Linked DNA regions of Sus scrofa: all the other regions are linked to region 1. The links are chromatin contacts, called in public HiChIP or PLAC-seq maps. All regions are on one chromosome and are shown on one strand. Each heading gives the region's core, a stretch centred on a gene start, on an enhancer-like site or on the middle of the called end of the contact. The rest is flanking DNA. Distances are from core to core; before and after follow the strand shown.

The links. HiChIP or PLAC-seq counts read pairs in DNA pulled down with a chosen protein or histone mark.
Region 2: an H3K27ac HiChIP or PLAC-seq map of alveolar macrophages shows a contact between it and region 1. The contact joins two enhancer-like sites. A contact is called at or near these places in 2 of 47 Hi-C or Micro-C datasets (epiblast stem cells and liver) and 2 of 2 datasets of contacts at active chromatin or transcription factors (alveolar macrophages and skeletal muscle).
Region 3: a contact with region 1 is called in an H3K27ac HiChIP or PLAC-seq map of skeletal muscle. The contact joins two enhancer-like sites. A contact is called at or near these places in 23 of 47 Hi-C or Micro-C datasets (alveolar macrophages, blood, brain and 15 more) and 2 of 2 datasets of contacts at active chromatin or transcription factors (alveolar macrophages and skeletal muscle).
Region 4: an H3K27ac HiChIP or PLAC-seq map of skeletal muscle shows a contact between it and region 1. The contact joins two enhancer-like sites. A contact is called at or near these places in 1 of 47 Hi-C or Micro-C datasets (embryonic fibroblasts) and 2 of 2 datasets of contacts at active chromatin or transcription factors (alveolar macrophages and skeletal muscle).

Annotation. Positions count from the first base shown.
Region 1 is chr12:20,288,227-20,294,709 of Sscrofa11.1, reverse strand. It overlaps ATP6V0A1 (V-type proton ATPase 116 kDa subunit a), which reads left to right. Exons shown (of 22, transcript XM_013980945.2): 22 at 4,732-6,301. The coding sequence ends at 4,825. Among named protein-coding and RNA genes, the nearest start is that of HSD17B1, 20 kb to the right of the region's middle. Within about 2 kb of position 4,014, at least 53 of the 83 cell types and tissues checked have an H3K27ac peak or open chromatin away from gene starts, as enhancers often do. A contact at or near this core is called in alveolar macrophages, liver and skeletal muscle, where this site is marked.
Region 2 is chr12:20,511,128-20,517,610 of Sscrofa11.1, reverse strand. It overlaps a transcript of STAT5B not described here. Among named protein-coding and RNA genes, the nearest start is that of STAT5A, 16 kb to the right of the region's middle. Within about 2 kb of position 2,985, at least 4 of the 83 cell types and tissues checked have an H3K27ac peak or open chromatin away from gene starts, as enhancers often do. A contact at or near this core is called in alveolar macrophages and liver, where this site is marked.
Region 3 is chr12:20,445,547-20,452,029 of Sscrofa11.1, reverse strand. STAT3 (signal transducer and activator of transcription 3) reads right to left here. Exons shown (of 25, transcript NM_001044580.1): 5 at 384-479; 6 at 131-212. Among named protein-coding and RNA genes, the nearest start is that of STAT3, 41 kb to the right of the region's middle. Within about 2 kb of position 2,974, at least 3 of the 83 cell types and tissues checked have an H3K27ac peak or open chromatin away from gene starts, as enhancers often do. A contact at or near this core is called in skeletal muscle, where this site is marked.
Region 4 is chr12:20,423,202-20,429,684 of Sscrofa11.1, reverse strand. All of the region lies in intron 1 of STAT3 (signal transducer and activator of transcription 3), which reads right to left. Among named protein-coding and RNA genes, the nearest start is that of STAT3, 19 kb to the right of the region's middle. Within about 2 kb of position 2,649, at least 9 of the 83 cell types and tissues checked have an H3K27ac peak or open chromatin away from gene starts, as enhancers often do. A contact at or near this core is called in skeletal muscle, where this site is marked.

The DNA of each region.
Region 1 (6,483 bases), core at 2,765-5,264:
CCCACTAAACAGGGCCAGGAATCAAATGTGCATCTTCATGGATACTAGTCGGGTTCATTACCGCTGAGCCATGAGGGGAACTCCTTCCCCACTCTTCCTATCTTTGTTTTTTCTACTGGCTTGGTTACAGCTAAGCCTGCTCAAAGATTCTGCCATTTGTCATTCTAAATCACAGAGGGGAACTGGGAGGCAGGTGAGGGCGAATTGTGGCTGGGACTTACTCTTCCCTCAAAAGCTCCTTTAGAAGAATCTGTCCTCATTGCTCTCTCTGGCCTGGCCCCTCCTGCTGCTTCCCCCTCCCCGCCCAGCTGTTGTTTACCAGCAAGCCAGGAGTAAGCGCGGCTGCCTGCGTGGCTCAGACTGCTGGCCAGGGACCACTCTCAGCTTATCAGCACACGCTCTCCCCAGCACACTTCCTCAGCCACTTAGTGGGAGGGGACATCTGTGCTGCCAGCTTGTGGTGACTCACTTTTTCTTGCCCTCTTGGCTTCCTTCCTTTTCTCTTCTCTGTCTCCTGAGCCCCAGGCTTGAGGGAGCAGTTACCACCCCACCTTGACTCCAGCCCACATGGGGAGCCTGCTGCCTCCCCCCTGGGTGGGTGGGGAGCAGTCAAGGATCCAGAGCAGAACTGTCAGAGCAGGAGCCAGGCACGACATGATGCCAGGAGGGCCACCAGGGCTGGGGCCCCACCTCCAGAGTAAGCTGAAGTAGCTGGGAGTCATGGTTAGTTGCCAGAAGGATTTCTTCTTCCTCAGGATCACCTGTGGCCTTCAAGGGACAGCATCTTCCATGTCCTCGTGAATGACCCAAGGAAGGGAGGAGTAGCGAGAGAGCAGGTTCAGAATCAGATGAGCCAAGTTGGAATTCCAACTCTGCAGGCACTGGCTGGGTGACCCTGAGGAAAGCATTTACCTCTCCGAACCTCACTTTCTCTCATGTGAAAAGCAAGGAAAATGTTCACGTGACAAGGTGGCTGTGATTAAATGTGAAATAATGCACAGACCAAGCAACCGTCACGGTGCGCCCTCGTGCGCGTGCAGATGGTGGCTGCCCTGTGGAGAAGCCTCTGGCCGTGGGCCCTGTAAAGATCTGCTTTCAGTCTGTTAGAAGGGAGACCCCATGGGGCGGCATGTGCTACCACCTGAATGCCTCTCAGATGTGGTTGGCAGGGAATGTGCTTGTCAAGCATACCGTCCTTGCAAGGGGTGGGGGGGATGTTAGTGGAAATATCGGGTGGAAGAGAAAAGACAGTAAAAACTCCTTTGTACAACTTTCAGAATCCTATCATTGGAGGCCTGTTTGAAGCATCTTCCCCACCACGGAAAAAAAGAATGAATGACAGAGTTCCCTGGTAGTACAGCGAGTTAAAGACCCAGCGTTGTCACTGCTGTGGCTCGGGTCGTAGCTGGGGCCTGGGTTCTGTCTCTGGCCCCAGAACTTCCAAATGCCTTGGGTGCTGCCAAAAAAAAAAAAAAAAAAAAAAAAAGGAGTGAATGAAATTGGTGCTTGTGTGCCCCCTCCTGGCCGAGTGTGGATGTGCCTCGAGGATTCCTGGGTCCTCTCAGTCCGGCAGGACTGCAGGGATTCCTCTGAGGGGTGGGAACAGCTGAGCCTCCTGAAAATGGCTGCAGGGACATTGCTGTGATTTTTCCTGGCGTCCAGCCTGGCGTCTTCATACCTGTCACTTTATCCCAAGTGTTCAGCTTGGGTTTCTTGATGCTGATGCAAGGGCTGCCCCATTATACAAGTTCTGAATCTCTTCTTGGGGACAAGAAGAAAAACATCTGATTTGATAACGAGGATAAACCACAAGTCTGAGGTTCAGATTGGGTCATGAGGAGGTGGGTGACCTATTTGAAAACAGCAGTGAGCAGGTTCATGCACCAGCCTGCTAATGCTGTCTCCTCCTGAGTTACGTCAGTCTTTTCGTCCCACTGCCCGTGTGCAGTGGCCTGCTTGCCTTCCATAGTGAGATGTCTTTTCCTGCTCATAAAAGGCAAAGGCAGGGCTATGATTGTGGTTGTAACTGTGGACACTGGACCAGGGTTCACAGACAGACTGTTGCCCCGTGGCCTCTCTTCACAGGAGCTTCAGCCGCCTTACCCAGCAGATTGCAGTTGCACATGCACAGACTGGTGGCTAAAGGGACAGACTTGGGAACCAGTTTGTTGTAAGGAATGCAGTGGCACCACAGCAGGACACCGCAGGGTGGCTGAGGGAGTGGCTGCTCAGGAGGATGAGAGCACCTGAACTGTAGCCCCAGGCTGACCTTATCGCCCTGGCACGTGGGCCATCAGCCAGCTGTGTGTCCCAGGCCTGGCACTGCTCAGAGAGGGACAGAAAAGGTAGCTGGCATCTTTCTGCAACTGCGTCTCCTCGGTCACACCCCCACAGGAAAGGGAAGAGGTCCAGACTTTACCCCTTCATTCATGCAAGAAAAAGTTTCTGTCACATAGCGGGAGCGCTCTCTCCAAGGACTCCCAGTTAGTCCTTCTGGGCCCCTGGGTGGCCTTTGTCAAGTGTTGGAACTGGAAGGGGTGACGGCTGACTGCCTGAGGGCTCTCACATCTTTTGAGTCCTGAGACGGATTTTAGTGGCCTGGGGTGTGGCAGGGCACTGGAGGCGCACCAGGAAGAGCCCCTCAGGAAGGAAGAACTTGCAGGGCAGCCCCCGGGGCCCTACTTTCTCAGGAAGCACACGTTTCCCTGGCTGGGAGGGGAAAGAGGGTGGGGAGACCAGCAGGGCCCATGCTTTCCAGCTTTGTGTTGGGAGCCGGTGAGCACGGCTGAGAGGGGCGGTGGAGTCAGGCTGGTGAAGGCCCCCCTAAGTCCCTAACCTCGAGCAGCGGCTGGTGGGAGAAGTGGTGTCAGGGGCTTTATCAGAGGCTATCTGTCCCCTGATACAGATGAGGCAGGCAGGGGCTCTGCCGAGAGAAGAGTGGGCATCCGAAAATATCTAAAGCTTGTCTATTCACCATTGTTTGGAGTTAGACTTGTTTGTGTGATTAACCAGCTAGGTCAGAGTTCCAGATCCCTCAGTGACCTGAAGGTAATTGCCCACTATCTGGCTGTAAATTTCATGAAATGACATACCATTGTCATATTCAAACACAGCCTACCCAACATGAAGAATTGTCTTTTTTTTTTTTTTTTTGTCTTTTTGCCTTTTTTTCTGGGGCCACTCCCGCAGCATATGGAGGTCCCCAGGCTAGGGTTCTAATCGGAGCTGTAGCCAACTGCCTATGCCAGAGCCACAGCAACGCTGGATCCGAGCTGCGTTTGCAACCTACACCACAGCTCATGGCAACATGGGATCCTTAACCCACTAAGCAAGGCCAGGGATCGAACCTTCAACCTCATGGTTCTTAGATTTGTTAACCACTGAGCCACGACGGGAACTCCAAGAAGAATTGAGTCTTAGCAGCAGTGGGCACGAAGCAGGAACCCAGCACCTTCCCCCCGCTCCCCCCCTTCCCCCCACCAGGAGGCCTCCATAGCTGGAAGGTCTTCTTGGGGTGTTGGGATGTGAAGCTGAATCCTGTGACTGACTTCAGTTTGAAGTGCCCCCTCCTGATCCCATTTCTTGGGTGCAGCGGTGGCCGAGGCACCAATAGGGATCCTCCTCTGGGAGGCTTTGGCACCTGAGCCCAGCCCCTGGAATGTGAAGCTGGGGAGCAGCCTGCCTGTTGGTGTGCCCACACAGAAAACTCTGTCTACCGAGGCTCCCTAGGGGCGGAGCTAGCAGCCCTGGGGTCAGGGGCCTCGGAGCCTCCTCCCCCGCTTGGCTCATTCCTCCCTGGGCTTGGAAGGAGGATGCCCGTCTGAAGCTCAAGGCTGAGTGAGGGGCACGAAGGTGGACAGTGTCTTGGAGCCCTGCCCGCAGCCGACCCTGGGCCCCAGCTCAGCCTGCTCTTACAGGGATCGGGGGCCCCCAGGGTCACACAGCACTGAGTGGAAACTATTCTTCAGGGCAGCTCTCCTTGGCTTTTTTATCCTCTGAATCATGCATTTTTCTGCCCATATTTGGTGGTGGTTTGCTTGCTGGGCAACTGTCCAGGGCGAGCTCGCAGCCTGACTCTGCTTACAGGCGTGTCCTCCTCTTCCTGCCCCCTCAGAGTCGGAAGGGCCCAGGAGACCATCAGGGATGGATGTGGAGTGGCGGGGAAGGGAGTTAAAGCTGTTTTTCCTTTCAGTCCCCAAGAGGAGAATTCTTTCTCAGATGTTTTTGTAGTTGGAAAATATTTTTGCCGTTGCTTTGAGAAGACTTCCGCTCCTAACTTCCCCCTTTCCTGGGAATTTCCTCCCCAAGCCTCCACTGTTCGCTGGCAAGCCTCCCTTCTCCTTCCTCCCCCAAGAAGAGAAACAAGAAAACAGTGGCGCCTGCCAGGGCTCCTTGCAGCCACTCGGGGGCTTCCCTTGGAGGTCTGCTGGGGGCCTGCCCAGGAGGGGACACCTCCCCCCCCCCCCCCCCCGCCGTTGTAGTTAGAGACTCAGGCCGTCTACCGAGAACGCGGCATAAACACACCCTCGCAGAGCAGGCACTGAGACCAGGCTTGTGCCTTGGTGTCCTGCGCTCTCACAGAGGGCAGGCCCTGGGTGTCCTACGCTGGAGGTTGCGGGGCCGTGGGAAGCAGGGGGCAGTGGGGAGCTTGGGGTCGGGCCTTTTTCTGGCCCAGCTGCATAGTCCCAAAGGTGTCTGTGGAATGATGACTCTCCTCTTCCCTTTCTCCAGGGTGGAGTTCCAGAACAAATTCTACAGCGGGACCGGTTTCAAATTCCTACCCTTCTCCTTCGAGCACATTCGGGAAGGGAAGTTTGACGAGTGACCCTTCAGGGGGGCTGTGTGCCCGGCTGCCCTCCCGCTCCCTCCGCAGTGATTAGCTGTTCTCCACTTGCCTGTTAGTTGTGACCCCTGGGTGTTGGCATCTGTGCCATCTGGCCCATTTCCCCCAGCCACCTGTGAGTCGTTTAGATAGATCCAGCCCTCCCTGGGGCTCCCCGCCACCCCCAGCTTTGTGTGTGGTAGTGTAGTGATTTTCTAGAGAGAAGCTGGGCTCTGGCCATCACCCACACCCCCTGGGCGCCAGCCTTGCCCTCTGGGCCTCAGGCCAGCCCTTCCTCTGCCCCCTGCTGGCGAGCCAGTTCGGGCATTCAGAGAGGAGCCGGAGCGCCTTCACCACCCACACCCAGACTCTGAGCCCCCTGCTCCTACTGGTTGGGGGCGGGGGTGCTCTTTAACACTCCCCCCTCTTGGGTTAGCAGGGGTGGGTCCAGGAAGGTGGTATTTCTGTCCTCTGCCCACCCCCACTCCCACCCCGTCTTCAGTGTGCATGTTAATCAGGAATTCAGCTGGACCCACTGTACCAGCATGCATGGCTCCTCCCTAGAAGCCCCAAGGGTCCCCACATACCCCACACCTTCACCTTCCTGCCTCACCCTAAACTCACACCCTCTCCCCCTCCCTCCCAGAACCCCCATTTAGCACTGGGCACAGCATACGCAGCTGGGAGTGGCCCGGAACAGAGGTCCTGGCTGGCCTGTTTGGTTGGCTGTGTCTCGGGCCAGGCCTGAGCCCGACCGCAAGCATACTCTAGGCAGAGGGTTCAAGTTGATGCTCTTTCCTGGTGCAGACCTGGAGACCTTTCCCCACCCCTAATCATGAGTCTTGAGTGCAGCACTCTAGTCATCCGGTGGGGGAGTCTGCCCTCCAGCGCTCTCACTCCCCCACCCACCCCCGACCCCAAGTCAGGTGAGTGGGTCCTGGGCCAGGAAGGTCCGTATCATTTACTGTTTGCTGAGTGGAAGCAGCTAGCAGGGCTGCCAGTGTGTGTGGCTGTGAAAGCTGCGTGGCCCTGCCCTGCGGGCTGGTGGGGAGCACCCCCAGGAGGCCACCTCCCTGTCACCCCCACACCAGGATGTGGATCTTGGGGCCTTTCGATCATGTGTTGGTGCAGCACTGGCTGCTTCAGCTAAATTGAGCCCCACTCCTTCAATAGTTGAGAGAAGCCCCTAAATTGGTCGGCCCTGACCATCCCACCCCGCCCCCTGCTTGTCTGAGGGAGCGGCTCAGAGCTGCTCACTGGACTCTCCCAGGCTGGGCCGCCCACCCCGGCCTCACCGCGCGCCAGCCAGTGTGACCTGACCCAGCCCTTGTGCAGAGCCCCCTCCTGTCTGGCCCCTGTGGTTTACATGATCTTTGCTCTGTTTACAGCAGGGTTTGAAGCAGGGTTCTTTGTCCGGAATCCTGCCCAAGGCCCTTCTGTTCAGACATTCCTGTGCTGAATAAAGTGTGTTTGACTCTATCAGGGAGGCTGCCTGTCTGCATGCCCAGAGCCCCCATGTCGCTCAGGGCTCAGCCCTCTTGAGCCCACCTAGTATCTTAATGCCAGCATTTCTGCTTTTTTCCCTGATCAAAGGCCACAGCTGCGGTGGCCCTGGCCAGGCAGTTAGTTTGTGAAATTCTCACCTTATCTCAAGTTTCCCA
Region 2 (6,483 bases), core at 1,736-4,235, 220 kb before region 1:
CGCAACCTCATGGTTCCTAGTCGGATTTGTTAACCACTGTGCCACAACGGGAACTCCTTGGCATTTCTTGATTTCTAGTGCAGTGGGACATAATTTTATGTGATTACTGGCCATATGTGTTTCTTCTTTTGCTCATTTTCCCAATGGGAGAACCATTTTTTTCTTCATTATTTGCATATATCCTTTACATATTAAGAATAATATTTGTCTTATTTTGTCACTTACCTTTGGTTTCTGGCCTTTTTGGCATAAAGAAGTTTTAATATTTATGCATTTTTATATATTTCTTTTATGAGTTAACTCATAAAAGCCACTGTATTTATATTTGTCCTGTTCACATTTACCAATATAACTGGAATGCAATGTTAAGTTCTGTCCCAACTACACCTCTCACACTTGGGTAATAAAAATTCAAAACCATAAATCTTATCTGGAATCTAATATATGGCACAAATGAACCTTTCCACAGAAAAGAAACTCACAGACTTAGAGAACAGACTGGTGGTTGCCAAGGTGGAGCAGGAGGGAGTGGGATGGACTGTGAGTCTGGGGTTAACAGATGCAAACTATTGCATTTGGAGTGGATAAGCAATGAGATCCTGCTGTATAGCACAGAGAACTATATCCAGTCACTTGTGATGGAACATGATGGAGGATAATGTGAGAAAAAGAATGTATATATATGTGTGACTAGGTCACTTTGCTCTACAGTAGAAATTGACAGAACACTGTAAACCGACTATAATGGAAAAAATAAAAATAATTTTTAAAAAAACATAATTTTTTTTTTTGGCTGCACCTGTGGCATGTGGAAGTTCCCGGGCCAGGAAATAATGAACCCATGGCAGAGCAGCAATCCAAGCCACTGCAGTGACAACACCGGATCCTTAGCCCTCTGTGCCACGAGGGAACTCCCAAAACCATAAATTCTGACAATGTCGCATTTCTGGGACAAAATTTAAAATGTGTGCTTATGGTAATAAGTTATCACTCCTTTGAAATTATGTGCTTTGCCCTGGTATTGCAAAATCAAAGGATCATGCTTTGTCACCAACTTCGCATGTTCACTGTAGCCATGTCATTCAGGAAGCCAAGTATTTTCCATTTTGTTTTGATACCTTCGACAGTTAAGGAGGAAGGCCAATCTCTATACACATTACAATGCATCTAGTATTTTTACTTGATATTTAAACTCATTGCAACATAAACTTTAAAATATGCTCACATTCAGGGCTTCCATATATCATTGCACAATTGAAACAGTAACAAGAAAAGAAGGAATATTTGCTTTGCATCCCTATATATAGACCTTCCATGCCTTTTGGAGTAAGGCTGTACAAAGTCCAATTCTCACCATCAATCTCTCTTACTTTCTACCAGAAACAGATCACAAATCCTAAAAACACAAATTCACGGGGTGAAGTGACTGTTTCATTCTGGAAACAGCTATATATTTCTGTAGACCCTAGTCTGCTACTTTTGTCCAGCCTAAAAGATGACCTGAAGATTCTTAGAAATATAAAACAAAAGGAAACAACAGAATTATCACTATTTCTGAGAGGACATGTTACCTAGTTTAAACCATGAATGAATACATCGTAGAATGCTACATTATAAAGCTGATAAATTCCAATTTTTAGTACTTTAACAGATTAAGTACTCAATAGTTTTCTTTCCTTCTTTTCTGTCACTATAATGACATTTGTAAATACAGTTTATTTAAAACATTTCCCCCAGTCTGATTTTTAAAAATCCCATTCTTCAAAAAAAACATAGTGATTTGCTACTCGCTATAGGCTTTGAATTTTAGACAACACAAAACAGTTTTTCACAAACTTTCTAATTGACTCTCACCTAAAAGCTGGAAAACCCCACTAAAGGCTTTTTTGAACTCATCAGACATAGAAGAAAAAAAAAACAGCTTTAATTGTAGGATCTCACTGACACAAACATAGGGAAATTCTGAGTTATAGATACCTCACATTAAGCTTTTTTCCACTGACATTGTAACTTTTGTCAACATTCAAAGAAAATTCAACCCTGGTCAAAGGTGACAGTTTGACAATCCTGGAAGCTAACATCCTCTGTTTATTTGCACAAGTTCATACTCTGCTCAGGGAACTGAAGTTTTTCTCATCCCTGACTTGATCTCTCAAGTTCAGATCACTATACTTAAGGGTTGTGAATTCTGTCCCCAAGGGGTAACTTCACAATCCACCTCTAAGGAAAAGTGCTGAGAGAAAATAAGCATCAGATTATGAAGAGGAATACACTCCTGGCACTAGTTTCTAATGGCCTTTACACAGCTCTAAAGACACAATGAGTTCAGTTGCCTAAAAATTATCCCCCCAAATTAAAATCCTAAAATTATCCCCCCCAAATTAAATTTATATCTCAGAAATCAAAACTACTAGCTTTAAAACAAGAATACGATCATAAATCCCTTTAAAATAAAGTTGTAAATAAAATGAGCCAAATACTTGCATTTTCTCAGTCAACAAACATGCAAGTCTCATAACACAATGGCACAAAAGATCCTTTTGTTTGTAAACAGAAGCCAAAGAGACAGCTTATAGCTCTTCTCCTATGATGTATATGGCAATGTTAGTGGAAGAACAACAAAGGGCAATTTAGAGTGAAAATTAAGACCTTCTCTGTTTTAATACCATTTCCATCAGGAATATATACGTTAGCTGGAAAAATACCTATCATAACCTTTACGAGCTTAAAAAAAAATTCCCAATATATATTTAAAATTTTCTTTTAAATAACAAATGAGAATCCATTTTTGGAATACAAGTAAAGAAACATAAGCCTTAAAGAAACCATGTGTCTCATTGCAAAGTTGCAGCTGCGGGTTCTTCTTTGCAGTGCAGTGGTTAGGAATGCAGCCTCTGGAATCAGCCTGGCCTGGGTCTGGATCCAGCCCTGCCATGACTAGCAATGTGACCTTGGACAAATTACTTAACTTCTCTGTGGCTATTTCTTCATCTTTCATATGAGGATGATGTTAAAACATAGCAAGAGCTTATAACAGTGTCTGCTTGGCACATTGTAAGTGGACAGGGTTAGGTTTGTTTGGTTTTTTTTTTAATCATTTTTCTACTTTCAGGTTTGGGACATCATTTGAAGTACTTTTAATTTTCTGATCACTTTTTGAAAGATGTCATAATAATTATTATATAAATAATTAGTGCACCTTCCCAGATGAGCCCATGGTAGAGCTACAGAGCAGAGCTATATCCCAGAGTGGTAGTATTTTATACAAATTATGGATATGGCTGTCACTGGTAACTTTGGCTTGATTTCTCATATGCAAAAAAAAATCCCCTACCAGGAAAAAACAAGCATTATTAGCAAACACTTGGGTCTGTCCTGTTATCACTGCAGGTAAAGCCAAAGTCATTTTTACTAGCCTGATGGGCACTGAAAATATTAGTCACCAAATTGATCCCAACAAATAACAATAATTGATTGGCTCATTGATGTATTTCCCCTTGTCTTCCCCAACCTTTCTCTAGTCAGAAAGGAAAGTTTTCTTATTTTCTGAGAATCTCATTACTGCTCTCAACCCATACTCTATATCTTAGTATAATTAAAAAATGAGTCAGCATAAGCACCTCAAAAAACTAACACTGCTATAATGCACAGGGAACTATAACTAGTCACTTGTGATGGAACATGATGGAGGACAATGTGAGAAAAAGAGTATATATATATATATATATACACACACACACACACACACACACACATACACACATATGTATGACTGGGTCAATTTGCTATACAGTAGAAATTAACAGAACACTATAAATCAACCATAATGGAAAAAATAAAAATCATATAAAGAATAAATAAAAATATAGCAATTTGGGTAATGGATTTAAAAAAAAAACTAGCAGTGCATAGAATATGGAGATATTTCTCTTTGTAATAGAAATCTGGAAAAAAAATGTTTTAAAGTATTAAAATACCAAAGGCAGTGGAAGAAAAATGGAGAAAGGGTGTCACAGTAGATTTTGCAAGCTAGCTTCCAAAAGATAAATGTTCTGTATGTATTTTTCATCTAAATAGTAGTATAATACATGGGAAGTACAGGTAATTATTATGAACAAACCCAATGAAGAAAATATCCAGTATTTGACAAATTATAAATTCTCCTTTCTTGATTAAAGGGGAAAATGAGAGGTTAAGATAACTATATATTAATCTCATTTGCAAACTGCATTATGCATAACTGTGCAACACACTAATGCAGTATTGCCTTTAGTAATGTCATCCAAAAGAAAATTTAGGAGAGAGAAACTGCCCCTAAACTGTAAACATGTTTGAATGCCAATTTAATTAGAAGTCTATTTAGTTATTACACTTCTTAAAATAACATTAGTTGAAGGCCAGGAAAAGGCCACTTGCTTCAGTCACTGAAACAATACTATACATACTCGTTTCAAGCATAGTCTTCTCCACAAGGCTCCATATAACTCAAACTCCAACATTTCTATTAAAAGTGATCTACCACTTTAAAATCACCCAGGAGGGTCAAGGAAGAGTTTTACGGCTGAGGATGATTCCTCCAAAGTTCTACTACCATCCTGGGCTATGCATCAGATCCAAGCCACAGTGGTGACCTATAAGGTGACCTATAAGCTGACCTATAAGCTGTGGCAATGCCGATCCTTTAATCCACTGTGCTGGCTGGTTCGAACCTACATCCTGGTGCTGCAGAGACCCTGCAGATCCCATTGCACCACAGCGGGAACTCCCTCCATGACATTCTGTATCCCTTTTAGGTGAGGTCAGACAATCTGCTGTGGTTACTGCTTAATAGATGGGGTTCTATACCATATGAACCTATGGCAACCCCTCTTGAAAGCTCTGACATTCAAAGCTCCACATAACACATTTTCACTCTTAGTGCCGTGCATTTTCTAGGTATTGGGGAGGAAAACAGAAAGCAGTAGCTCCATTTTTCTGTTAAATGCACCTTTGTTGTGGTAGTTGTTGTTAAGACTCCTTCCAAGGCAGCTAAACCTTGAAGAGAGCTGGGAAGATTCAGGAATGTTTTGCCTTTCTAACTGGGTAGTCGGGCTGAGCTCAGGAAAGTTGTCATGAAGTAGTAGAATGGGTCAAAGACAAACCACATGGCTTCTGATGCTCGCCTTTATCTGTTTAAAATAAAAATGTCACACTGCAAGAAGGTTAACATGTGGACCTAATTTTGAAAATACAAACAGGAAGCACCCCCACCCCAATATTACCATTTAAAAAAAAAAAAAAAAAAGGAAACCAAACCTCAAAGATACCTTCCAAGGAAGTCATGGGTGTGACCAAAACTAACAAAAGTAATAAAACGTCATCTGAAAACCTGAAACCACCAAAAGTGAGGGTCTCCTTCAATCAACTAAAAGTCTAACACCTGTATATTATTCCTTTCTTTGCTTAGTAAAAATAGCATAGACTTAGATACGTAAAATCTTCTCCAAACTGGCTTAGGGTTTTTAGTAGAAAAGGATCATCCCTAATAAGAAAGCATCCAATGTCCACAGTCTACTTAAAATAAAGACATGACAATTAAGAGAAAGCAATTTTAAAAAATTAATCAATGTGATGCTCACGATTTATATATTTATTTTTGCTTTTTAGGGCCACACTCGAGGCATATGGAAGTTCCCAGGCTAGGGGTCTAATCGGAGCTGCAGCTATCGGCCTACATCACAGCCACAGCAACACAGGATCCGAGCTGCGCAGGCGACCCACACCACAGCTCACGGCAACGCCAGATCCTTAACCCACTGAGCGAGGCCAGGGATCAAACCCACAACCTCAGGGTTCCTAGTCGGATTCATTTCCGCTGCGCCACGACGGGAACTCCAATGCTCACAATTTAAATGTACAAAAAAACTGTCTGATCAATGGAAACTAGATTGTTAAATCTGACTTTCTTATTCGCAGAAACAAGCATAAAACTGTTGTGTTTCCAACATTGCAGGGGAAAAAAATACTTCTGATTTTAGAACAGTTCTATTAACAAAGCTCAGATTTAAAGAAAAATCTTTTCCTTTAAACGCCACACACAATTGGGGCCAGTGATACTTTAGAACAAACTTTTAAACATTATTTTTATTAAGAAGTGCCAACGTTAAAGTATTTTGATACTTTCCCTTGTGGTAAAAGGGCATCTGTCTGAAGAGCTCAGTAACCTAGAATTGTCAGATAATTTTTAAAAAGAATAAGTTTCAAATGTGCCAAACAAATTAATAAGAAACAGGAGGTGTTGGGGTTTTGTTTTTGTTTGTTTTCTTTTTTTTCTTGGTTTTTTGTTTTCGCTTCTGCTGGTAGGAATAATGTGGCAATCTACACTCTCATAGAAGGGGGAAAATGTGTCACTGGTAAAACATCTAGAAATCTGTGGACACGATGACATACACGTTTGCAGGGCTCTAGAAGAGTTAAGCTTCCCTTGAGTCTACCTTCAACCTG
Region 3 (6,483 bases), core at 1,725-4,224, 160 kb before region 1:
GATCCTTAACCCACTGAGCGAGGCCAGGGATCAAACCCTCATCCTCATGGGTACTAGTCGGGTTCTTTACCACTGAGCCACAATGGGAACTCCGCTACAGGAGATTCTAACGTCTCTAATAGACACTTGCCTCCTTGACTCTTGAGGGTTTTGTAGTTGAAATCAAAGTCATCCTGGAGATTCTCCACCACTTTCATTTTCTGTTCCAGATCCTATTGCAAATAAACACACAAACACGGAGGTTAAAAGCACGTTTCCCTAGGGAGAGGGAAAAGAAAGTTTCTGGGAAGGATTAAAATAAAGCCAAAACTTCACACAAGATACACGCAGGACCCATGGGCAATTTCCCCAAGAAAAGGCTTCCCGCCCAAGACTCACTTTACCTGGACACGCTTGCGAACATCCTGAAGGTGCTGCTCCAGCATCTGCTGCTTCTCTGTCACCACAGCGGCTGTGGGGTGGTTGGCCTGGCCCCCTTGCTGCCAAAAAAGGGAGCCAATGCACATGTGAATGCAGGAAACATGGGGAGCAAAATCTCCCTGTCTGGTCTCCATCCCACCCCACGACCCCTCCTCCTTGGCCTGAGCTGCCGCTGCCATTGTGATGGGAAGGGCAGTTACAAGGTGGCCAGTGCCCGCCAGGTGCGGTCAGTGCCGCGCCAAGAAAGCGCTCACAGTTTTACCTGTGTCCTTGGCTCTTTCCCTCTAGGTCATCCTATAAACCTACTTTACGTATTATACTAGGAGGCCACATGTTGAGCTAAGACAACAAACACATTATAGGTAAGAATGCAAAAAAAAAAAAAATCAGAATAATTTATGACAGCACATGTTGGACACCCTTTTTTTTTTTTTTTTTGGCAGTGCCCACAACATGTGAAAGTTCCCAGGCCAGGGATCAAACCTGTGCCACAGCACTGGCAACACTGGATCCTTAACCCACTGAGCCACCAAGGAACTCCTGGACACCTATTTAAATGCATGGGGTGTCCTATACATTTCTGTGGAATAATTAAAAAAACCTGTTCTGTCCCAGGAATGAAATTCCCTATCAGGAGATACGATCTCAGGGGAGAGGGGAAAGAGGCTGGTGCCTTGAAAAAGTCGACCAGCACGTAAAACTTACAAATAACTTTTGTCTTATAGGACATCTCCTGACAAAAAAGATCATGCAAAAGCTGCAGTGGCCAGGATGGTGTGGCACTGGCCTAGAATGGAGACATCACCCAGTAGAAGAGAATTGAGATACCAAGAAAGACATCATATACCCAGTTTTCCAAACTATTCATTCTTCGTTGTCTTTGATTTCACACCAAAGCCACCATATCCTCCTGGCCCTGTGTCGCACAATCTCTCTGATCTCTAGTGCCAGTGACTCAGCTCCAGCCCCAGCTGTTGAGCCCTTTGCCTCTCATCTCTTGCTTCTAATCTGCTCTATGCTGCCACCAGAAGTCTCCAAAATAGGTCAAAACATGCCAGCTTTAGAGGGAATGGTTCTCTCCTCTTCTCATGGTCCCTGTCCAAGCCCACAGAACACAGACTTCCCTTAGAAGCTCTGGGAAGGCGACCGCCACCTTATTCTCTTCATAGGGGGATGACTCCTTTGATCGGTGAGGCTGAGAGGAGGACTCTGTGCTCAGAGATCCCCGAAGGGCCCAGCACTTACACTGCTGCCCCTCTCCTCCCATCTCCCCTTCCCAGGGCACATCTGGGGCAGGAGCCTGGGCCTGGTTTCTCAAGGGAATTCTAGAGGCTTATGTCTCTGTGTTCAGTGGGTGTTACGTGTGTGGCCTCTGACCTTCCACATGGATGCCTGGGGCAACACTGCCCTGCAAACCCAGTCTCTCCACCAAGACCTGACTCAGGGGCAGGGATCTAAACAACAAGGAACTACTGTATAGCCCAGGGAACTATAGTCAATATCTTGTCATAACCTATAACGGAAAAAATTCCAAAAAAGAATACACACACACACACACACACATAACTGAATCACTTTGCTATACATCTGAAACACTGTAAATCAACTACATTTCAATAAAATTCATTCATTTAATTTAATTAATAAGAAGGACCCTATGCCATGCCTTCCAGTCTTGTTTACCAACAATATGGCTGACTTTTCTTTCTTTCTTTCTTTCTTTTTTTTTTTGCTTTCTAGGCCTGTGCCTGCAGCATAAGGAAGTTCCTAGGATAGGGGATGACTTGGAGCTGCAGCTGCCAGCCTATGCCACAGCCACAGCAATGCCAGGTCCAAGCCAAGTCTTTGACCTACACCACAGCTCACAGCAATGCTGGATCCTTAACCCATTGAGGGACTGAACCTGTGTCCTCATGGATACTAGCTGGGTTCGTTACCGCTGAGCCACAAGGGGAACTCCACGGCTGACATTTTAATCTGCATTTGACTCCTATGCCTACTGGTACTGCACTTGAAGTGGGGAAACAGATATGATCAATTTGTCACCCACAGAAAACTGTCCTCGAGACCTTCGTAAAAACTGTTGGCTCCTCACTGCTTCTAGGTATAAACATCTCAGCCCAGCACAGACAGAGGTTTCACCACAATCCAGTAACTAGTCAAACCTTCCCCCCGGAGCTTCAGTCACCCCACACTACCCAGCCTTCCCTGCACACATGTTTTCACACCCTGTTCACTCAGCCTGGCACACCTGAACTCATTCACCTTCAAACTCGGGGTGGAACTGCTCCCCTGTGAAACCTTACTCAACTTCCCAAAGCAAGAGTACTCACGTTCTCCTCTATGCTTTTCTCACTTTAAGTGTGTGTGTTATAAGCCCCAGTAACAGGGATCAGTCTACTAGATGGGAGTCTGCCCATCTCCTAGTGCCTTCCCCATAAAGGACAGTTGGGAATATGCCAGAGGCTAGAAACAGAATAACAGTGAGCCCTGCGTTGAGGTCGCTTTGTATCAGGGGCTGCACACGTTTTCTCTAAGGGCCAGGTGGTAAATATTTTTGGCTCTGTCGGTCATCCAGTCTCTGCCATAAATACCCAGCCCTGCCACTGCCGCGTGAAAGCAGCCACAGACGGCGCCGGCGTGAATATGTGTGGCTGCCTGTCAAAATCACTTCATTTACATAAGCACGAAGGGTTGTTTGCCAGCAGCCCCTGATCGATCTGGTTGCTCGAACCCGTGCCACCGCTGTAACCAGAACCACAGCTGTGACAACAGCAGATCTTGAACCCACTGAGCCCCGAAGGAACTCCAACTTAAACGATTCTTTTCATCTTACGAAACAGGATGAAAACATAAAGGTTCTCCACACAGCAAACCGCAGGGATGCCCAGACGAGTGCCGTCTGCTACCCTCCGCATCTCCGGAGTCTTGAACAGGGAGTGTTATCAGTTACCCCCTCACCCACATCTGCGCACATCAGCTTTCTACTTAAAATTCTTTAGCGGGCCCCCATTTCCTACCAAAGGGGTGATGGTGATGATAACCATGATGATGGCAACAGGCAGCAGCAGCAGCAAACAGTCAACTTTCATTTTGCATCTGTGTGTCGGGTCCGGTTCTAAGCGATTTACACGTAAGAATTAATTTAATTCTACGAAGCAGGTGCTATTTCATTCCCGATGGAGGTACGGAGAGAGTAAACAGTTTGCCCGAGCTTACACAGCAAGTGGCAGAGCCATGGGGTTCAAACCCAGGCGGTCTGAACCCAAGGTCCTTGCGGTGAACTGTTCTTCCGGGGCCAAGTTTCAAGGTGTGACTAACTAGAAAGATTTTCATGATGGGGGTGCTTGACCAGCTCAGCTTCCCTTAACCCCAGTCAGACGCTGAACTTGCCACACTTGTCCCGAGAATACATGTACTTCTGTTTCCCTATCTGAACACGATCTTCTTTCTGCTTATTCAGCACATCTCTCTGCCTGATGTACATATAATAAGCCTTGACTCCCTCTGCTTTCTCTGCCAGGCCTTCCCTCACTCTCTCAGTTGGACTTAGATGTTCATTCTTCTTTGTGTGCTACATTTTTGTCTTGAAAAAGAAAAAAAAAAAATGAGTTTCCCGGTGGCCTAGTGGCTAAGGATCCACATTGTCAAAGCTGTGGCACTGGCTACTGCTGCAGTGCAGGTTTGATCCCTGGCCCAGGAACTTCTGCATGCCTCGAGTGCAGCCAAAAAAGAAAAAAGAAAAAATTGTACACCCACGTTCATGGCAGTGTTATTCACAACAGTCAAAAGGTGGAAGCCACCCAAGTGTCTGCTGACAGATGAATGTAGAAACAAAATGCGGTCTGGGCACACAATGGAACGGTATCCAGCCTTTGAAAGGAAGCAACTTCTGACACTTGCTACAACGTGGATACCCTTAAAGGGCATGATGCTAAGTGAAACAAGCCAGTCACAAAAAGACACACACTATATGATTCCACTTAAATGAGCTACCCAGAGTAGTCGAATTCATAGGTACAGAAAGCAGAATGGTGTTGCCAGAGGCCAGAGGGAATGGGGAGTTACTGTTTAATAGGTATAGAATTTTAGTATTGCAAGATAAAAAGAGTTCTGGAAACTGGTTGTACAACAATGTAAGGAAGTTAATACCACTGAACTGTACACTTAAAAATGGTTAAGATAAGGAGTTCCCGTTGTGGTGCAGTGGTTAACGAATCAGACTAGGAACCATGAGGTTGTAGGTTCAATCCCTGGCCTTGCTCAGTGGGTTAAGGACCCGGTGTTGCCGTGAGCTGTGGTGAAGGTTGCAGACACAGCTCAGATCCTGTGTTGCTGTGGCTCTGGTGTAGGCTGGTGGCTACAGCTCCAATTTAACCTCTAGTCTGGGAACCTCCATGTGCCGCGGGAGTGGCCCAAGAGATAGCAAAAAGACCAAAAAAAAAAAAAAAAAAAAGTGGTTAAGATGAGGAGTTCTCTTTGTGGCTCAGTGGTTAACAAATCTGACTAGGAACCATGAGGTTGTGGGTTTGATCCCTGGCCTCACTCAGTGGGTTAAGGATCCGGCATTGCTGTGAGCTGTGATGTAGGTCTCAGATGTGGCTCGGATCTGATGTTGCTATGGCTCTGGCGCAGGCCGGCAGCAACAGCTCCGATTCGATCCCTAGCCTGGGAACCTCCATATGCTGCGGGTGTGGCCCTAGAAGAGACAAAAAAAAAAAAAAAAGGTTAAGATGAAAACTAAATATAGAACTACCATATGACCTAGCAATCCCACTCTTGGGCATATACATGGATAAAACTTTCCTTAAAAAAATACATGCACCTGTATTGTTCACTGCAGCACTATTCACAATAGCCAAGACATGGAAACAACCTGAATGTTCATTGACAGATGAATGGATTAAGAAGATGTGGTATATATACACAAAGGAATACTACTCAGCCATAAAAAGAACAAAATAATGCCATTTGTAGCAACATGGATGGAACTAGAGTTCCATACTAAGTCAAGTCAGAAAGAGAAAGCCAAATACCATATGGTATCAATTCTATCTGGAATCTAATATGCGGAACTTTCCACAGAAAAGAAATGCATGGACTTGGAGAACAGACCTGTGGTTGCCAAGGGGGGAGGGAGTGGAATGGACAGGGAGTCTGGGGTTAATAGATGCAAACTATTGCATTTGGAGTGGAGAGGCAATGAGATTCTGCTGTATAGCACAGGGAAATACATCTAGTCACTTGTGATAGAACATGATGGAGGATAATGTGAGAAAAAGAATGTGTGTGTGTGTGTGTGTGTGTGAGAGAGAGAGAGTGAGACTGGGTCACTTTGCTCTACAGTAGAAAACTGACAGAACACTGTAAACCAACTATAATGGAAAGAATAAAAATCATTAAAATAAAAAAAATAGTTAAGATGGCAAATTTCATGTTGTGTGTGTATTTTACCACAATTTTTAAAAAAGAAGTGGGAGGAGAAAAACAATTCCCTGATTAAAGGATATTAAATAAAATGCCTCGAGGAAAGTGAAAAAGTCTCCTGTAACCAACAACATTAATGCTTTGGTATATATCCTTCTAGACCTTTTATCATATGTATCAACAATACCTGCATATTACATAATTTTTTTCTCTTATGAATCAATCTGTTCTTCCTTTATGTTGTAAACAGGTTATTGCTGCTACTGTAGAAGAGAACTACTGATTCTTAAAATATTTCTCTAGAACACAATCACCTTTCTGAACTCTTGTTAGTTCCAATAGTTGTTTGGTTTTTGGCGCTTCTTTTGTCTCTTACTTCCCAACATTTATATTATACTCCCATTCATTTTTCTGTCTTAATACTTTGGCTGGGTATTTTAGAAAAATATTAATGGCAGGAGGCACCCTCAATCTCATAACTGTTTTTAATGAGATTAGTGTTTCACCATCGTGCATCACGTCATGCTCCCTCTGGTTTCTGATAAAATATTCTTAACTTTGTTAAGAAATTTGTTATGCAATTTTTTTTTTTATATAGAATGGACACTAAATTTTGTCATCTAACAAAAATACAAT
Region 4 (6,483 bases), core at 1,400-3,899, 140 kb before region 1:
TTGCTCAGTGGGTTAAGGATCCAATGTTGCCGTGAGCTATGGTGTAGGTCACAGACGCGGCTTGGATCCCACATTGCCGTGGCTCTGCTGTAGGCCGGTGTCTATAGCTCTGATGAGACCCCTAGCCTGGGAACCTCCATGTGCTGCAGGTGCAGCCCTAGAAAAGACAAAAAAAAAAAAAAGAAAGAAAAGATAGGTTGGGGGTCTCCAGAAAAAGAGAACCAGATGGCCTTCCTGACATAAGAGAAGCCGTTTTGGCCTGAGCCATTTTGTGATCTAAGTCTGGCCACAGTGCTTGCCCTTGAACAGGTCTCAGTAATTTGTTCCTTCTTTAAAGGAACAAAGAAATGCAGGAACAGAGAAAAGACGGTCAAAAGGCAGATAGTGCAATGATAAAGCAGAGTCCTAGTTCCTCCTCAAGGGATACACCTCGTAATCTGAGTTCAGCAAGAACTGAGGCCCCCACCCTGGTGAGAGATGGAATAAGGACATTGACCCTCCCGACTTCAATCAACTCAAGCTCAAACTCTGTCAACCTTTGCCCCGATTCTTTTTTTTTTTTCTTTTGCCTTTTTGGCTGCCCTGGGGCATATGAAGTTCCTAGGCCAAGGAACAGATCCAGGCAAGGTGGATCCTTTAACCCACTGAGCTGGGCCAGGAATCGAACCTTCATCCTGGCACCGCAGAGACAGAGCCTATCCTGTTGCACCACAGCGGGAACTCCCTTGGCCCCAACTCTACTTTGAATTCTCCTTTGGTCAAGCCTCTTCATGAATATGTATGTACCCTTAGCTTAAAACTTTCCCAGGAGTTCCCTGGTGGCCTAGTGGGTTAAGGATCTGGCACTGTCACTGCTGTGGCTTGGGTTTGATCCCTGGCTTGGGAGCTTCTACATGACACTGGAACAGGCAAAAAAAAAAAAAAAAAAAAAAAAGGTCCCGATCTTGCTGTTCAGGGAGACACTGCTTTGGGAAAGATCCCCAGTGTTCTCCTTACCTGCTGCAAGTAATAATGCATCCTTTTTGCCCCCAACATTTGGCTCGGTTGTGTCTATTGGCTTGACACCCACCAACAGGCAAACCCAGTTTTGGGGTTACAAACTGATTTACATTTCAGGAGTTCCCATCATGGCGCAGTGTAAATGAATCCGACTAGGAACCAGGAGGTTTCGGGTTTGATCCCTGGCCTCACTCAGTAGGTTAAAGATCTGGCGTTGCTGTGAGCTGTGGTGTAGGTCTCAGATGCAGCTTAGATCCCGAGTTGCTGTGGCTGTGGAATAGGCTGGCAGCTGTAGCTCCGATTAGACCCCTAGCCTGGCCTCCATATGCCACGGTTGTGGCCCTAAAAAGAAAAAAAAAAAAATTGACTTACATTTCAGAAAAATCCCTCAGGCTGCAATAATGAAGGTGAGAGATGGCAGTGGCCCTGCTTGGGTGGTAGCATCAGAAACATTTTGAAGGGGACATCTTCCGGAGATATGAAAGGGAGATGTGATGGGGCTTGGTGACAGGTTGAAGGGCAAAGGTGACTCAGACAAAGGGAGGAGGAAGGGACAATGTCTCAAATTCTGCTGTATTTGGTGTTCGAATGGAGGTTAATCGCTCACCCAGAGTCACATAAGTAATTCCGATGCTGGGAGAGCAACTGGGCCAGCTAGCCTCTAAAGACTATTCAGTCTACAAACGATGATCAGGCTGGATCCCCTCTAAACTTGAAGGTTACTGTGATCCAAGAATAAATGCTGCAGTAAAAGCAGTAAATTGAGGAGCTCCCGCTGTGGCACAGTGGGTTAGGAATGGGACTGCAACAGCTCAGGTTGCTGTGGAGACGAGGCTTTGATTACCAGCCCTTGCAATTGGGTTAAGAATCCAAAGGTATGGAGTAGGTCACAGCTTCAGCTCCGATTCGATCCCTAGCCCAGAAACTTCCACATGCCTCAAGGGTGGCCATAAATTAAAACAAAAAGAAAGAAACAAAGAAAATTTAAGCAGTAAATTGATATTTAACCAAAAAAGGTCCAGGGCCTGTTCTCCAGCTGACTCCACCATTCCCCCAAGAAAAGGAGTCAAAGAAAATTACCCGGAAACCTCAGAGCCCAAATACACCAGGGTCACAAGAAGACCCCGTGACCCTGTCATGAGAACTATCTCCCCACATCTGCTTGCACTTTCCATATGGAGTCGAGACACGTTTTCAAGGCATAGACTTGATCCTGCTACTCTCCTATTCAAAACCCCACTGAGGACTCTGCAGTGCTCATAGGCTGAAAAACCACATATGTGATATTAAGACAGAATAGTGGTTTGCTTAGAGCGTGGGTCCTGGAGCCACTGTGCCCAGATGTGAATCCAGCTCCACCGCTTGGACAGGTGTGAGCTAGTGCCAGTGATTTAGTCTCTGAGAGCTTCAGTTTTCTCAGCTGCCAAAAGGGCGGAAAATAGGACTCACCTCGCAGGGTCGGTGTAAGAACTGAATGAGTTAATGTACACGAAGCACTGAGGACGCAGCTGGCACACGGGATCTAAGTGTTTCTAAGTAGTATTAATGTGACCTATGGCCTGGCTGGCCCTGCCTTCTTCTCCTTGGATGGCACCAGCCTGCTGGCTGAGGTCCCAGCCCTCACTCTGCTCCTCCTTCAGCTCCTCAGAAACACCAAGGTCTCCCTCCCGAGCCCAGCCACAGGCCTGCCTTCTAGCACCATCACTTGGACCTGAGCACTGTGACTCTGTAACTTGCACTTGGAACCTCGATGCCAACCGCCAGCCTGAGGACAGGACAAGCCTGGGCTTCTGCCCACCAGTGCGTTCTCCCCTTCTCCCCCCCAGCATCCAGCAGGGTGCTCAGCTCATAATAAAAACACACATATGGGATGACAAAACCCCTGCTATGAATTACAGCTACACTGATGGAGTCAGATTCTCCCCAGCAAGGACACAGCTTCCAGTAAGAATTATTCTGAGGAGAAGACCAACTCTTTCAGTTTTGCTGTTTGAAAAATTCAAGGATGACCCCTTGGTGACCCTTCCTCTTTTTTTTTTTTTTGCTTTTTTGGGCTGCACCCACAGCATATGGAAGTTCTCAGGCTAAGGGTCAAATCAGAGCTACAGCTGCATATGGCTGCCGGCCTACACAACAGCCACAGCCACACGGGATCCAAGCCACATCTTCGACCTACACCCCGGCTCACGGCATCGCTGGATCCTCAACCCACTGAGCAAAGCCAGGGATCAAACCCACATCCTCATGGATCCTAGTCACGTTCATTAACCGCTGAGCCGACAGGAACTCCTCAGTGAGCTTTCGATTAAGAATAAATTCACAGCCCTCCCCCAGTTCAATATACCAGTTGCTCCCAATTCCAAATCTTTACCCCCAGCTAAGCCTCAACTTCTCAGCCAATTTGGCCACTGCCAGCTCCTCTCTCCAGCCTCAAAATGACTCAAAATGTCCTTTCTTCCACTGAGTCAACTACTCTCCCTCTAGCCTTGGCCGCCACCCCCAGGAAACAGTCCCGGAGAAAGGACTTTGTGCCTTTCTCACAGATGTTCTTGCCTAAAATGTTTTTCCCCTTGGAGGCATTATCTGTCCCTTTCCTTCCCTCTTAAAGAGGCATTCCCCAACCCTACTCATGGTCCAACCACTGCTTCAACTCTGAATGCCCACAGTACTTACACATGCGGCTAAAGCTTTTTCTTGTTCTGATTGCATCTCCACCATGTGACTTTCATGTACCATTCTGATATTAGATTTAAGACACCAAATGAATAGTTCCTTTTGGTTTCCTTTACTCTCATTTGCACGCACACATAACTACCACCTCTACTGCAAGAGTTCCTATTGCACAGTCACTGATGGCTAGGATGCTGAAAAGCATGGCACCAATATGGCACCTGCATCCAGGAAAACAAGATTAGTTCCATCCTGTATGATTGGTTACCTAGAATTTAGAGGTTTTTCCAGAGAAGCAAAGCATCCTTCCAATGAGCTGTGAATGCTGAGGGACTTACCTTCACAAGAATCAGAGGCAAACTGCCAACTTTCAAAAACAGAAGTATTGCCTTTGAGAAACAATTCTAGGTTGGTCAAGCAAACCATCGTGTCAAAATTTCCAGGCTTGAAGGCAGTGAAGGGAGAAGGGCAAGTTGCTGAGGGGAAAAGCCTGCAGGTACTGTTATCTTTGGCCGAAGCCCAAATAAAAGTGTCAAAAAGCATCCACTGGTCTAGAATGCTATGTAAAGGTATTAATATTCATTTAAGACAAGCAACTGAAATAAAGCAGAGAAGGGAACTTATATTTCTGAATCTCAAGGTCACAGACCCACAGTATAGTTCAACCCTTATTGAAGAGAAGGAAAAAGCTATTCTTGAACTTATTCAGGTCACTTTCCCTGAAAGAGATATTAAGGTAAACTTGGTCATTTAGCAGGGAGCACAGTATAACTGGGGCTGAGAATCCGCATCCGTGGATCCTGTTTTAGAATTCCTTCCCTCAAAGCAACTGGGGGTTGGGGGCAGAACCTCAAATTCAAGGGCATTGGTGGTGGTTGTAAAACATGCCTCCAGGGATTTCCCATTGTGGCTCAGTGGTTAACGAACCCTACTAGTATCCATGAGGATGCCGGTTTGATCCCTGGCCCTGCTTGGTTGGTTAAGGATCTGGTGTTCCCGTGAGCTGTGGTGTAGGTCACAAATGTGGCTTGGATCACGCGTTGCTATGGCTGTGGTATAGGCTGGCAGCTCCAGCTCTAGCTCAACCCCTAACCTGGGAACCTCCATATGCCTCAAGAGCAGCCCTAAAAAGACAAAAGATTTAAAAAACAAAAACAAAAACAAAAACATGGCTCCAAATTCTTTGCAACTCCTCCCTTTGAGAGAAGGGGTCTTTGTCTCCTGGCATTGAATCTGGCCAAGCCCAAGACTGCTCTAACTGTGTATAACAGTAATGTCCATACGAAACTCTAAAAGCCAGATTCTCTGGGAAGGCTTATTCTCTAGAATCCAACCAACATCCTGTGAGGAGCCCAAGGCAGGAGAGGCCACATGGAGACACTGGATCTACAGCCCCCGGTGAGCTCAACCTTTGGTTCATCCCAGCCTAGGCATCAGGAATGCGAGTGAAGTAGCTTCCAGATGATAACCGCCCCCAGATGTTCAAGTCCTCCCAGCTGAGGCCCCAGACACTGTGGAGCAAAGACAAGCCATCCCTGCCGTGCCATCCAAAATCCTGCCCACAGAATCTGTGAGCACAATAAAATGGTCGCTGCTTTTTGCCCCTACATTTTGAGTTGGTTTAATGTGACAAGAACCACATTTTTACTAACATAGTGATGGATCTTTATTTATTCCATCTTTATATGAGTCCAGCTTCCCTGAGAAAAGTATCTGGAGTTTTAACTTGTTTCGTTTGGGTGTGTTTTTTTTGGGGGGGGGGTGCCTGCCCACAGCATGTGGAAGTTCCTGGGCCAGGGGTAGAACCTGCGCCACAGCAGCGACCCAAGCCCCTGCAGTGACAATGCTGGATCCTTAACCGGTTGCTACACAATGGAACTCCCAAGTATCTGGAGTTTCTTGTTTTTCTTTTTTTGGGTTTTTTTTTTTTTTTTTGCTTTTTAGTGCCACACCCTCGGCATGTGGAGGTTCCCAGGCTAGGGGTCCAATCAGAGCTATGGCTGCTGGTCTACCGCACAGCCACAGCAATGCAGGATCCGAGCCGCACCTGCGATTACACCACAGCTCACAGCAACGTCAGATCCTTAACCCACCGAGTGAGGCCAGGGATCAAACCCGCAACCCCATGGTTACTGGTCAGATTTGTTTCCACTGCGCCACAATGGGAACGGCAAGAATCTGGAGTTTTAAAGGGAAAGGCTTTGCTGTTAAAACTATTTCACTAGTTAACCTCTTCTTTCCTCTTTGCACTTAAGTTTCTAAATGATTCATCTGCTCCCACTCCTTCAAAATGAAATCTGTCAGTCCCCAAATTTACATTCCCAGCCCTGTCTTCTCCCATGAGCTCCAGAGTCCTCCAAATGCCTACTCAATATCTCCACTTCGATGTCTAACAAGCATCTCAAATTTAATGTACCCTAAACTAACCCTTTCATTAAAAACCTCTACCATGGAGTTCCCATTGTGGCTCAGTGGTTAACGAATCTGAGTAGGAACCATGAGGTTTCAGGTTCGATCCCTGGCCTCGCTCAGTGGGTTAAGGATCCCATGTTGCCATGAGCTGTGCTGGAGGTCACAGACACAGCTTGGATCCCACGTTGTGTGGCTGTGACACAGACTGGCAGCTACAGCTCTGATTCGATCCCTAGCCTGGGAACCTCCATATGCCGAGGGTGCGGTCCTAGAAAAGACAAAAACAAAAAACAAACAAAAAAACCTCTCCCAGACAATTTCACCTCCAATCTTCCCCATTTTAGCAAATGACAGCTCCATTCTCACATGTGTGCGTGCTAAAAACCTTTAATATAGGCCTTG